Linked DNA regions of Mus musculus: region 2 is linked to region 1. The links are chromatin contacts, called in public HiChIP or PLAC-seq maps. All regions are on one chromosome and are shown on one strand. Each heading gives the region's core, a stretch centred on a gene start, on an enhancer-like site or on the middle of the called end of the contact. The rest is flanking DNA. Distances are from core to core; before and after follow the strand shown. Region 1 has its middle 30 kb from the start of 4933431J24Rik. Region 2 overlaps Abcc4 (ATP-binding cassette, sub-family C (CFTR/MRP), member 4).

Region 1 (3,183 bases), core at 225-2,724:
AAATTGGAATTAGAGTGCTGGCATGTATAAGGTTTATACCCTGCCCCTATTCCTTTCATCTTATCATTATTTTTTCATGTGGTATGCTCTTCCAAGGCAAGGTAACTTGGAACAATTTGGGAAAAGGTTCAATTCTTCCTGACTACAGAGAGGCCCTTCCCTCTGGCTTTACACCATGAATCACCTATAAAAATTCTAAGCACTATGAAGAACCTAGTCTACCCAAGAGATTCTCAATTATTCTAGGCACCAATTTTTTTTCTTCATGTTATCCCAACACATCTGGATAATAACTATCGTTACATATCGAAGTAAATTACAATTAGATTAAGAATTGATTGTAGAGTTCCTGGCGGCGGGGACCGGGGTAGCCAACGGCTTGTGGAGCATCATGCCCAAGTTTTATTGTGACTACTGTGATACGTGTCTTACCCACGATTCTCCATCTGTGAGGAAGACACACTGCAGTGGTCGGAAACACAAAGAGAATGTGAAAGACTATTACCAGAAATGGATGGAAGAGCAGGCCCAGAGCCTGACTGACAAGACAACGGCTGCATTTCAACAAGGGAAGATCCCTCCGCTCCGGTCTCTGCTCCTCCGCCTGCAGGGGCCATGATCCCACCTCCCCCCAGTCTCCCGGGCCCTCCTCGGCCTGGCATGATGCCTGCGCCCCACATGGGAGGCCCTCCCATGATGTCAATGATGGGCCCCCCCTCCGCCCGGAATGATGACCGTGGGACCAGCTCCTGGGATGAGACCACCCATGGGAGGCCACATGCCCATGATGCCCGGGCCTCCCATGATAAGACCTCCTGCCCGCCCTATGATGGTGCCCACCCGGCCTGGCATGACCCGGCCAGACAGATAAGAGCAGAAGCGCTCTTGATGGTTTTGTATTTCTTGTTCTGTTCCACCAGGAGCTCTTGGTGCTGAGCCTGAGTGTTTACTAGATGCATGGAAAGGAAACTTCCCTTCCTAACTGAATATTTTTGGAGAGAGAAATAATACAAAAAAGTGCAGTTTTCACTTATATTGTGAAATGTGAAATGTGAAAATAAAATCATCAGCTCTTTTAGTTAAAAAAAATAATTAATTGTAAAAAGAAAACACAAAATCCTGGAATTAGTGAGTAAAATATACATATAATTGAAATATTATAGTACTGAAGAACACTAAAGACATACTCATATAGGTGACAACACAAAAACTTTACATTTCTCCTCTATATGCAGAACTGAACGGCTAGTGACTAAGTAGGACATATATTTCCCATATGTATTATGGGCAAAAATTTATTTTAAAAAATTATGCAGGAAGAGCTCATAGAAAAGGCCAACTATAGAAAACACCCAGAAAAAAAAAATCCACCATGTGTATGGAGATTTAAAAGCATTTCCCTTTAAAGTGACGTAGAAGCTGATCTTCCCTCCAGGACAGCCTATTCCCTGCCTGGCTCCGCCCCAGCCACCAGTAACTCAGGGGCATCCAGCACGCTTACACTTGTGTCTTGCAGCGTTTTCTCACTAAGACAAAGCCAAACTCAAAGCAAATATATTAAAACTAAAACCTGAACACATAGAGGAAGCCACAGTGACACGGAGGTCCCTAAAAATCAGATGCAAAGGAACGCAAGCACCATTATCACCGGTGCTGGGCTCTGCGCAGGTTCAACCTGCAATAAAGAAAGTCTTTCCAATCTGCCCTGCGACTTCACCCTCATTGGGATGCATATTCGTGATTTCCTGATTACTCTGCTACATAATGTATACCATTTCCCACTTTGGTTTGCACAACGCTTGTTCAATATTCATATTTTGTCTCTTAACGATTGTAGTAAATCACTTCAAACACAATAACCTATTTAAGAGTGGGTTTATAGGCGAAAAGGCACACCTTTAATGCTGTGACTGCAGTCATCAGATTCTCTGGTTCTACCCGGGCACTCATTACAGAATGCTCAAAGGACGCAACACGCAGAAGAGGCCATCGGAGGCTGAAGGAGTCAGCCCCGCCCAGCGCGCGCTTCCTGGTGGCAGGGCGTATCCATAGGAACCCGGTGAAATGTTTTGTTTTAGTCACTTGGCTCCTTTCTCGTTCTCACCGGAGCCAACAGTTGCAAGATAATGCAGTTTAGACATGTCGCAGCTGTTGAAACTCAGTGGAAGCTTGAGCCGGTGGTGGAGCGCGATCAAGAATCAGAAACACCAAAGCAGCAGTGTGATACAGAGTCAAGGAGGAGCTTTGAGAAGACAAAGGGCAGGAAATAAAGCCCGCCCGCCCGCTTTAAAGCAGAACCCTGGGGTGGGGTGGGGTGGGGTGGGGGTGGGGGCGACATCAGGTTGAGAGCAAGCAGTGACTTTTTTTGTCCCGTGAAGCCGCTTACTGGATAACATGAAAAAATGGCAGATTTGGGAGATGACTTCTCAGAAGCTGAAGAGCAGGCAGAGGGATGTCGCTCTTGGGAAGGGCGTTTATAATTCAGAAAGTAACAAAATCTAAATGGAAGTCATAATCTGTAATGTTTGCTCTGCACTTAAAACCTGAATTCTTTCTGGCAGGAATGTGGTCCGTCTCCAGTTCTCAGGCTAGCCTCATGACCTACTCTCTAATACACACTTCTGAGAAACTGTCAGAGACAGAGTTCAAACCTGTATCACAGGACTGTAAGCTTGGTAAGAGAAACTTTCACAACCATTGAAAGTCATTTATGCCCACAAAGCCCCACACCTTTAGAGAATAAAATAAAATTGATCGCAGTGCACGAATCTGATGACGAATGTGAATTACAACATGCATGGTGTACCCAAGAAGAAGACAGTTTCCATGTTAAAACTAACAAAAATAAATAAATAAATAAATAAATAAATAAGCCCAACTTTATTCACTCTACCTTGCCCCTGGGGGGACTTTTTAAAAAAAACTGGCTTCTGAGTAAGTCTTAAACACTAATCTTTTCAAAGATCTATAAAGCTCACAGGCTAGGCAAGAGATGTAAAAGTTTACTTTGTGTGGGAGTAAGTTGGAATTCAGTCGTGTGTAAGTTAGACAGAATCTTGAATGCCTTCCAGCCACACCTACCTTCTGTTTTAATCACATATGTATGATCATTTAAAACAAACATTTCATCTCAGGCCATTTAAATTTTATCTCCATGAATGGTAGATTAGTAATAACCTTGGG
Region 2 (3,183 bases), core at 405-2,904, 430 kb before region 1:
GCGCTGGATTCCCTCGCAGCTGGAGTTCCAAAGGGTTATGAGCCACCCGACACAGGTGCTGGGACCTGAACTGTGTGCTCCTCCACAAGTGCTTTCAACTGGCCATCTCTGCGGCTCCACCTTTTACTTGGCGTGTGAGGGTGGGCCCTCCAGCCCCTCCTTCACAATCTTTAACTTGGCATGTGAAGATGGGTTTCGGTGGCAGTTAGCATAGGACCTCCACGGACAGGGCCTTAGTAGTTTACGGTCATCGGTTGGCTGGGCCATGTGGGGACAGGGACCAGGGGATTTCACTCCTTCTGGTAGAAGGAGCAGCAGACACAGAATTATAAAGGCACGGACAAGCAAGGCACTAGAAATCAGCCACCAAACCCAGACACTATTGCGTATGCCAGCAAGATTTTGCTGAAAGGACCCTGATGTAGCTGTCTCGTGTGAGGCTATGCCAGTGCCTGGCAAATATAGAAGTATAAAATGGAACACAGGGCCCCCAATGGAAAAGCTAGAGAAAGCACCAAAGGAGCTGAAGGGGTCTGCAACCCTATAGGTGGAACAACAATATGAACTAACCAGTACCTCCCGGAGCTCGTGTCTCTAGCTGCATATGTAGCAGAAGATGGTCTAGTCGGCCATCAGTGGAAAGAGAGGCCCCTTGGTCCTGCAAACTTTATATGACTCAGTACAGGGGAACGCCAGGGCCAAGAAGTGGGAGTGGGTGGGTAGGGGAGCAGGGCGGGGGAGGGTATGGGGGACTTTCGGGATATCATTTGAAATGTAAATAAAGAAAATATCTAATTAAAAAAAAAAGGCAAAAAAGAAAAGAGCAGCAAGCACAGCGTTCCCCTGTGAGGAGATGCACATCACACGTGATTAAGAGCCCCAGTGCCAACCTGCAGGTCCTGGGGTCTTTAGCTCCATGTGACAAAATAAAAGGCAACAGCCGGTGTGGCTCACACCGCAGAGCTTCCATCCCTAAGAGCCAGGGAGGGTGGAAGTCTGAGGTGAGAGGACACTGCTGGCCCAGCACATCTGTACATTTTCCTTCTTGGGCATCTTTCCTCAGATCTCCTCTTCACAGGCCACCAGTCAGGTCGATTGAGAAGGCACCCCAGAGCCTCCCTTACCATTCTCTCTAAAGGCTCTGTCTGTCCGTCATTAGGTGTTGCACTTTAGTACATGGATTTGAGGGATGGCGTTCAGTTCAGAACAGATTTCAGGCAGAGTCAAGATAACAGGTGCCCAGGCTCTGGACTCGAGGACTGGCACCCAAGGTCATCCACTGAGCGGGGCCTTCTGAGGCTTGGTGTTCAGAGGAGAGCGACTGCTTCCGTACCAACACGGGATCCACGCATGCCGCCTGATGTTGTGGTGATGAAAATATCCTGGAAGTGGTGATCGTGGTGGCTGGACCGCAGTGTGACTACACTTCACGCTGTCGTGAGACACCTAAAATGTTTAAAGTAGCGACTTTTATGGCGTGTATATTTCACCACAGTAAAAATAAAAATGAATGCCCGGTAGTGTTGAGTCTTTCAGAATGCAGCAAGTGAGAGCAGCTGGTGGTTGGCTTTAATGAAGCTCTCTCATCCGACCCTCTTTTTCTGACTTGATGGATTCTGGGCAGAATCAGCCCTTTGTCCCTTGGGTGAGCCTTGAGTGGATCCATTCAAGTTCCCCATCACTTGGAGACTAATTCTCGCTGGGATGCTGTACCAGAGTCTCTAGGGAGGAGAGAGGAACGCATTTTAATTGCTGTGTATCAGTATGCAGATCACAAGGGTGCTCCCAAGTTCCCTTTTGAACAGTGTTCATAAGGTCTCCTAAAACCTTTAATGTTTTAATGGCTTTGGATAGACACTTGGTAGAAGCAAGCTTGTTAAAATTGGTGCTTGCTAATCAGAACCACGTTCTTTGGGGGGAAACTTGGAGCGGGGAGCACAGATGCAATTTAGGAAATCACTCAGCGGCAGCTGGAGAATGTTCTCAACGAGTTAGAAAATTGGATCGAACAATATGCTATGAAAGATGGCGGCCGTGTCGAGGCTTAGAAATGTGAAGTGTGTTTGTGTTAAACGCGAATGAGTCACTCTTCTGTTTGCCATTAACATTTTACTCCAATCACGAATATACGTCCAAGGTTATTACGGTTTTCAAGTTTTACAACTATATGTTGCAAACAGAGGAAGCGGGAGGCTGGGGACTCTCGACTGATGCCAGTCTGATGTAGCTGTGGATCCTGCATTGGGGAAAGTCTCAGAATTACAGATGGCTGCCTCTTCCATGATCTTCTCAGGGTTTTCGCAGTTAGATCTCCCACACTACCAATCCCTCCTTCATCCTTGTAGTTTATAGGAGCTACTATGACAAAACGCCGCAACTGGGTGCTTATAAACAACATGTATTTCTCACGGCCTGAGATGAAGTGCTAGCAGATTTGATGTTCATAGCTGGATGTCTTCTTGTTTTGCCCTAACGACAGCTGTGGTCCACGCTTTGGTTTAGGAACAGCACTGACCCTGTCCATGGTGGCAGATTCCCATGAAGGCCCCAGGGCCTCACACCATCACACTGGTGATTAGCCTTCAGTGTATGAACACATACATGGACAAGGGCTTCAGCATCCAGCAGTGGCTTACCTTCCCTGCTTCAGTCTTTCGTACACTCTCACCATCAGGATGTGGTTGCTCGTCGTACCAGAATGGGGGACATTGTTCTTTGCAGTCTGCCCCACTGCTGGTGCCTCTGTAACCCAGCACTCCAGCGTTCCACATATGATGGCATTTTGAATGAGGTCGCTCCTTCTCAGCCTGATGACTGTGCCTCGGGAGGAAGGCGAGTGGCCTGCGTGCCTGACTTTCTCTCCTGCACCTCCAAGAAGCGTTATGGCTTTCTAGGATTGTGTCTGGCAGATGCTCATAGCCCATTAACCATAGCACTCAGTGTGGGTTTCTGCACTGCCTTGGCCTTCCTGCCCACACAGGACTGAGTACATGAGAGCATTCCAGAGCCACAACACCCGCCAGGGCCATAGCACCTGCCAGGGCCACGGAACCCCCTGTATCACCATGGTTCCTTCCTTGCAGAGGGGCCTCCTTCTCCCACATTTTCTAAAATAGCGATTCCTACCTTGCTTCTTTTTGTACTCACATCATGACACCACAACGAGTTTTCTTCTGCCTCAAA

Evidence for each region. HiChIP or PLAC-seq counts read pairs in DNA pulled down with a chosen protein or histone mark.
Region 2: an H3K4me3 HiChIP or PLAC-seq map of embryonic basal ganglia shows a contact between it and region 1, with 4 times the contacts expected there. The contact joins two enhancer-like sites. A contact is called at or near these places in 5 of 484 Hi-C or Micro-C datasets (the BV-2 cell line, LSK cells, bone marrow-derived macrophages and 2 more) and 13 of 115 datasets of contacts at active chromatin or transcription factors (cardiomyocytes, craniofacial prominence, embryonic basal ganglia and 10 more).

Annotation. Positions count from the first base shown.
Region 1 is chr14:118,179,297-118,182,479 of GRCm38.p6, reverse strand. It overlaps the pseudogene Gm4674. Among named protein-coding and RNA genes, the nearest start is that of 4933431J24Rik, 30 kb to the left of the region's middle. Within about 2 kb of position 1,474, at least 211 of the 459 cell types and tissues checked have an H3K27ac peak or open chromatin away from gene starts, as enhancers often do. A contact at or near this core is called in embryonic basal ganglia, where this site is marked.
Region 2 is chr14:118,607,807-118,610,989 of GRCm38.p6, reverse strand. All of the region lies in intron 13 of Abcc4 (ATP-binding cassette, sub-family C (CFTR/MRP), member 4), which reads left to right. Among named protein-coding and RNA genes, the nearest start is that of Mir6391, 17 kb to the right of the region's middle. Within about 2 kb of position 1,654, at least 17 of the 459 cell types and tissues checked have an H3K27ac peak or open chromatin away from gene starts, as enhancers often do. A contact at or near this core is called in embryonic basal ganglia, where this site is marked.